Linked DNA regions of Gossypium hirsutum: region 1 is linked to region 2. The links are chromatin contacts, called in public Hi-C maps. All regions are on one chromosome and are shown on one strand. Each heading gives the region's core, a stretch centred on a gene start, on an enhancer-like site or on the middle of the called end of the contact. The rest is flanking DNA. Distances are from core to core; before and after follow the strand shown. Region 1 has its middle 32 kb from the start of LOC121209148. Region 2 has its middle 11 kb from the start of LOC107896952.

The links. Hi-C and Micro-C count contacts between places; a contact is called where the count stands out from the background.
Region 1: a contact with region 2 is called in a Hi-C map of leaf, with 4 times the contacts expected there. The contact joins two enhancer-like sites. A contact is called at or near these places in 2 of 34 Hi-C or Micro-C datasets (both in leaf).

Annotation. Positions count from the first base shown.
Region 1 is chrA10:75,658,156-75,661,748 of Gossypium_hirsutum_v2.1, forward strand. No RefSeq gene overlaps it. Among protein-coding and RNA genes, the nearest start is that of LOC121209148, 32 kb to the right of the region's middle. Within about 2 kb of position 2,341, at least 8 of the 9 cell types and tissues checked have an H3K27ac peak or open chromatin away from gene starts, as enhancers often do. A contact at or near this core is called in leaf, where this site is marked.
Region 2 is chrA10:74,814,817-74,818,568 of Gossypium_hirsutum_v2.1, forward strand. No RefSeq gene overlaps it. Among protein-coding and RNA genes, the nearest start is that of LOC107896952, 11 kb to the left of the region's middle. Within about 2 kb of position 2,250, at least 8 of the 9 cell types and tissues checked have an H3K27ac peak or open chromatin away from gene starts, as enhancers often do. A contact at or near this core is called in leaf, where this site is marked.

The sequences.
Region 1 (3,593 bases), core at 1,091-3,590, 840 kb after region 2:
TTTTCTTCAAGGATGACAAAGCTTAATGGTTTTTAATGGTTGGATTTAAGCAGTGCCACTAACATGAGTTGACCCATGGTTTAATTGCTTTTAGATCCTTAGTATAATTCCACCTTTAAGGACTTAATTGAAATCTCAATTCAATTCCACTAGTTTTTGAACCACTCCCAACCTATTCTTTGTATTATTATTGTTTAATAATGATACTAAATAATTCTATTTCTAAATTTCATATTTGACTCCAAATTACTCAAATAAAAAATTTTCAGCTAGCTCGACTTAATAAATTCGATAAAAAAAACTGAATTTTTCAATATAAACAAAAATTGAACCGTTACACATTTACTTCCCATTGTCACATCAGTAATTCCTTGATCCTGCTCACTAGATTTGTATCATATGCTCTGCTCAGTTCTTGTATCATATTCACAGCTAGTAAGCTGCTACTTTCGATTATCAGGTATGTTCTTTGGATGGTTTTTGCGCATGCCATTTATAGTTTCTGATCTTTCCCTGTAATTTGTGTTGCGTCAATTTGGTACACTGAAGATACCATACCGAGCATACAGAATTATGCAAGTGAATGTTGTTTTACTTTTTTATAGGTACTGAATATCTAATAAATCTCACAAGATTTTTGCGCACTACTAAGTCTCTCAAGTCTTGAATATCTCTATAAAATTTTCACTTATATGGTATCAATTTAGGTGACCTTTTACATAATTTATAGGGGTCTTTTTGTAAATATGTTTATATATATTTTTTATAAGCTATGAAGTACTTTTTTTTCTCTCCTATTCTCATTTTTATCATTCAAACGATAAAAATTATTCTCTCCCTCTGAAATCGTATAACATTCCAGCAGAAAGGCGCCGCCATTTATCTAGTATATAGTCAAACTATATCTTATCACATAATAACTAAAACTAATTAATAATTAATAATGGAAAATATAACAAATTTGTTTAATTATTAACCTCAAGAGTATATAATCCAAAAACCGTATTCGGAGAGTAATTCAACACATAAAATATTAATGTCCAAGTCTTTAGAGCTTATAATTAGACATTTCAAACATAATACAAATACATGAATATATTAAAATACACATCATATAAAATTTTAACCTCCTTAATTTATTTGAAATATATAAAGCCTTTTAAGCAAAACTGGAAATATGAAAAACATAATAATACAAAATCCCAAGTTATGATGAATAATAACCAGTAATTTGGGTTACAGCGTGAAGGATGAGGGCACTACTTACTTACCATGATCACGAGGAGGAGCAAAATTACTTTTAGCATGACAGACAAGAGCATGTGGAGGACATGAAGGTGGTTTTCCTCCCCCTAGATTTCTATGTATCACTTCATTCCTCTCCTTAACTACAATTTTAACCCCAAATACCAATACAAAATATTCAAAAAAAAAAATTCAGAAAGAGATCATTAAAATAAGTAATGAAGAACAAGTATTGTATATAGTTGTAATTCAACTTACCGGTTAAGTGAGTGTTTGTAGTTGAAGATGGAGGGCAGAGTAGAGAAAATGATAGCAGTAGGACTAGTATCAAATGCACCGCTGATTTCTTGTGAAGCATCTTTCGTTCCTAAGAATCTGATTTTTGTGCCGATGTTTATCGTTGCTTCATACGATTTGGTGGTGATTATTTATTTATATTCAGGAGAAATATGAATTTGGAAGTCTATTGGTTTTAATATGATAATTATTACTTTTGTTATTCAACGGCTTCTTCATTATTTTTACTTTTTTGACAATTCCTCGTTGAATCATTGTTGTTAGTCTAAATTAATTTATTTTTATTTTTCATGTGTCAATGGCTGCTTCATCCGACTTTATTTATTTTGGAGGAGAAACAAGACTTTGGAAGTCAATTAGTTTTATTATTATTATTTTAACAATTCCCCGTTGAAAATTCATTGGTTTTATTTTACTTATTTGTTTATTTGTTTCCAAAATAAAAAACAAAAGCTTATTATTACTTAATATTAGTTACTGCACTGTACATTTCACACCGAAAGGAAGATACGGATTTAAATTTTGCGGAAAACATTAATAAAAGATACAGTAACAAATTCTCAATATAAATCTTAAAATAAATATCAATAATTAAAAGAAAAAACAAAAAAATTTAAACATTATCGATTGTACAAATATATGCACTTATATACATGTAAGTACTCAAATTTGCCCGAGCTTATAAAAGTAAACCAAAATAATGGTCTAAATATCAAGTCCATTTACAAGCCCGAATGCACTATGACCCAAAAGAAATTAACCCTAATACAAGCCCAATGGCCCAAAATGATTGAACATTTTCGGTAAGATGAAACCATAGAGGCTCCCATGTGCGCCGCTCATCCTCGTGCGCATCGCCCGCCCCTCGTCCCGAGGTTCGTCTGTGACCTTACACCAAAGAGGAAATTTTCTTCTTCGTTGGCTCCTCACGCAACCTACAAACATGGCAAAGAGAGCAGAAACAAGGCAGAAACGACAGCAAGAAACAGAGACCGAAAAGAGTAGCGAAAATATGGTATCTCATTTGGCTATAAGGCCACCAAGAAACCGAATGTAAGGGTTTTTTTTTAAATACAAAAAACATTGTATTACAAAGATTTTGAGCAATCAAAGGCAAAAAAAAAAAACAGCAGAATAAAGAAACAACCAAAAACAGACTCAAAAAATTCAAGAGATGTTCATCACTTTTTTTGTTTTCGTTCATTTCATTTCCTTTTTCAAAAATCGTTTTGATACAAACTGAAAAAGGGGGGATTTTTGAAAACAAAAAAACTCAATCTTCAAAATACAAAAACCCCATAGAAATCGAAATAAAAAAAGAAAACAAAAAGGTGATTTTCATTGCTTCTCTTCGGGCTTTTTATTTTATTTATTCATTTATTTTTCTTTCATTTTGATACAAAAATAAGAAGAAAGAAGAAGAGGGTTTTCTTATCTGCTGTTGGTATCGATCTAGTGAAAGTTTGCTTCCCCTGTCCAAAGGTTGACGGATCCTTATGGATCTAGTTGAAACCGCGACGGAGATGGAGGTGCATTAGGTGCCGATGAAGCCCAGGGGACTGAGAGAGAAGAGCGTTTTGAGAGAAGGTTTTGAGTTTTTCTTTTTTCGTTTTTTGATAAAATAATCGGTCAAATGAGTGCATTAGGGCAAAAATTTAGTTTACATGTATGTTAAAACATCACTGTTTTGTGCCTTATGGGTTGTTTGTGAAATTGGTCCTCCCACTCTTTTGATCTGTTTCGATTAGCCCTTTTTTGTCCCTTCTTTTTCTTTTAATTTTGGCTCAGAACTCTGCTTGTATCCCATTTCAGTCCCGCATAAAACATGGCATTTAAGAGCATAGGGATATTTTCCCTTTCGGACCCTCTGTTTCACTTGCCCGTTACAGTTTGGTCCCTTGCTTCATTATATTTTTTTCTCGTTCTTTAAATTCCTTTAAACTTTTAGTCAAGCCTTTTTATTTCATGTATTTCTCCATTTATTTACTTATTTGATTAGTTATTCATTATTCTTTTATTTTATTTGTTTAAACATTTACTTTCTTATTCAT
Region 2 (3,752 bases), core at 1,000-3,499:
TGAAATCTGCAGTGCTTGGCCCAAGATGGTGTGACTGAGTCAAAGGCACTCAACTTCATTAATCCACATGATCAAGTTTCTTTGTAATGTATATTGATTGCTTTGAATTTATATATTCAGGTATGGCTGATAAGGAATAAGATTGTATTCAAGTTTTTTTAATTTTTTTTACAATTTTTAATATTTTTGAATTTTTATAATTTTATATTTTTTTACTTTTTATAATATTTTAATTAGTTACTGATGTGGCATATAAAATAAAATAAGAACATATCAATAATGAATACATGTTAATCATAATGTAAAATAACTATGTATACATTTGAAAGTCACGTAAGGACTTTTTGTTTTGTATGGTTGAATGTCAAAACAAAAGGAGTAAATGATTTTAGAGAATTCTGTATATTGGGAATATGGATATTCTCTTATTAAATAGTTAACGCCACCAATAGATTGCAACATCGGTATTTGAATGTTATTGTTTTCTTTTCTAGATTAACCTCTTTTTTTTTTTTTGCTCAAATTCTACATTAACCTTCATTCTAAAATTCCAAAATTAAACTTATTAGCAAAAAACCTCTCAGTTTTAAACCACTCAGACTAGTAAAAAAAAGTAAAATTTGACATTAAATACATATATATTATTAACCTCAACTATATTTTACCACATAATAATTAAAACTAATTATTAAGGGGAAATATAACAAATTAGTTTAATTATTAATCTCATCTACATATAAGATTAGTGGTACATAATTCAAAAAAGGAAAAAAATTACATTAATTTGGTATGCGTTTTTCGTATACTCCTTTTTTTATCATGTATTTTTACTTTTGATAAAAATCTCACTTTTCTATACTTTAATAGGTTTGCCTTCTAACCTTAAAATATGTACCAAACAAGCATCTTTTCTGTCTCTACGATGTCAAGCTCTGTCTATGAAATGGATAGGATTGACGAACGTGCTATTGAAGATCGACGCACCAAGAAGGTGAGATTTAAGAAGCAGCAAGCGGGATCTGATGTTGTTGAGGATATGGATATGTCATCTGATCTGAACCTCTTGTGGAAAGATTGACTTTTGGGAAAAGGCTTTTCAAATTTGAAGAAGGTAACTGAATATCTTGGAAAAAGAAGGGGACGATGATTTCAATCTCTCCAACAGGGATATCAAGAAATCTACGGTTAATGGAATTCCTTCAATTGAATTCTCAGATAAGGTTAATCAACTTCTCATCAAGGATTTGTCCACTACGATGGTGATAAAACTCTTGGTCCACTACGATGGTGCTAAAACTCTTGGGGAGGAGTATAGGATATGTGGCTCTACAAAATAGGGTTCATAGTCTCTGGAAGCCTTCCCTGCTGTTCCAGCTGATGGACATTGAGAATGGGTACTATTTGGCAAATTTTCAGGATGAAAAGGATTTCGACAAAGTGATTTCTCAAGGGCCATGGGTCATTTATGACCAATACTTGGCTACGTAACCTTGGACTATAGACTTCAATCCTGCACAACCTTACCCTAACGTTGTAATGACTTGTGTCAAATCACCAGGCCTCCTAGGGCATTTGTACATGAAAAAAGTTCTATGGAGATAGGAGAAATGGTAGGGAGAGTCGCTAAATTGGATTTTAATATGGATAAAGGTTCGAGGGGTCGTTTTGCCTGTATGGTGGTATATGTTCATTTGGATAAACCTTTAGTTTCACATGTGTTGATAAATGGTAATCTCCAAAACATTGAGTATGAATCCTTACTGATGGTTTGCTTCACTTGTGGCCGGTATGGACAACTGAAGGAGTCATGCACCATAGTAGGGAATTTAGTTTCACCGAAAAATCAAATGCCATCGTCTGATATGGTTATGACGGAGGTTGGCGTGTCAATAAGAATAGCGGTTTACGGGCCTTGGATGGTTGTTGAGAAGAAATCCAGGCGAAAATCAAGTAATTTGCAAAATTCAAGAATGGTTAATCAGGAGAACAAGGCTATGGGATCCCGATTTATGGCTTTGATTTCGACTGATAAGAAAAAAGGGGATTTCAGTCAAGAGATTAAGAAATCTAAGGAGGCCTGAAATAAAGGAAAAGAACCTATGGGTAGGGATTCCTTAGGGTTTTAGGCAAAATCTAACAGACAAGTTTTTGGATAAATTTGGGGGGTAATGAAAAGACAGTTCAGGTGGGCCAACGAAGGAATGTTGGATTGGTGGGCCTGAGTGGGGGATCTTATGAGGTGGGTAGTAGTATGGTAACAAAGGAAGCTGGTAGCTCATCAAAGGGCCCAAGTAGGCAATCAGTGGACAGGTCTAGGGGGGACCAAGGAGAGTTAATTGTGCCAGCAGGCCAAAATTCGGTGACCCAAACTCTATTGGGTTAAAAAGAAAGAACGAATGGTTTTAGGCTTTGATTAACATAATCCCATAAAAATTCGGCTGATATTGATGGTACAAACATAGTTGAAGACAACACTACTGGAATTATTTCCCACTTTAATCCAATGTTCGAAGGGTTGGTGAAGGTTGGTATTTCAATGAGCAAAGGTGGTTTAGATCCTAACAAACATTTGGCATTAATTTTTAAAGAAAATTTACAATCGAATAACAAAAGTGTAACCATTAGTGGGAGTCTTACTAATGGTGAAAAAGACGACTTGAGTTTCAAAGGGAGAGGTGCGGGTGGAAAATTTAATTTTGTTAGAGAGGGAAGAAACTTAACAAATCTCTAGGTAGCCGTGGGAGTCAGTTTAAGATGTCAGGAAGTTCTCGAGTTCCTTTATCTGACTCAATGAACTTTATGGTTGAGCTTATTGCTTCTCAATTGGCAATTGAAGGTAGGGATAGTGGCTCCAAGAAAGTAGAGAATAGCTTGGCAGATTCTACAGTAATTGGTAGTTAAGGTTGGTATTCTCCTATTTTGTGTTTTTATTATGAACTTATCTTTTTTTCTGGGAATTGTCAAGGGTGTGCTAGTGTTAATTTCCTCGTATTTTCATGAGTATAACATAGAGTATAAACCAGATATTGTTGGCCTTCTTGAACCGAGAGTGAGTGGAGACAACACAGACTCTATTACTACTAAGTTGGGTTTCTAGTGTTCCGACCGGGTGGAAGCGATTGGATATTCTGGGGGTATTTGGATAGGTTGGAAGGACTCGATTCAAGTGGATGTGGCTTGAAATCACCCTCAATTTATTTTAGTACGGGTATCATGTGGTATCCCTTCAAAGTTTATTTTTTATTTCATTTGTTTATGGCAGTCTTGATAAACAGAAACGCAAATTTCTTTAGGAGGCTTTGAAATCTTTAATTCCATCCAAATCAGATCCTTGGGTGGCTATTGGAAATTTCAATGTTATTTTATCCATAAATGAAAAGAAAGGTGGGCGTTCTAGTAGGAGGATATGTCCTTTTTTCAGAGAATCTGTTGATTCGGCTGAGTTGCATGATTTGGGTTTCAAGGGTTCTTCTTTCACTTAGCAGAAAAGTGGTATTCTTGAAAGGTTAGATCGAGCCATTGGTAATGATACTTGGTTGAAACCATTTCCCAACAGTATGGTTACTCATCTTCTGTGAATTAACTCTGATCATAAACCTCTCCTTTCGTTAAATCCAGAATTCACCATGTCTAAAGAAGGCCTTTGAGGTTCTTAGCTAGGTGGGTTGAACATCCAAATTTTGTGGCTTTTGTTCAAAGCAAGTAGTGTTTCAATGGGAGTATGTCATATTCTTTATCCAATTTTACTTATG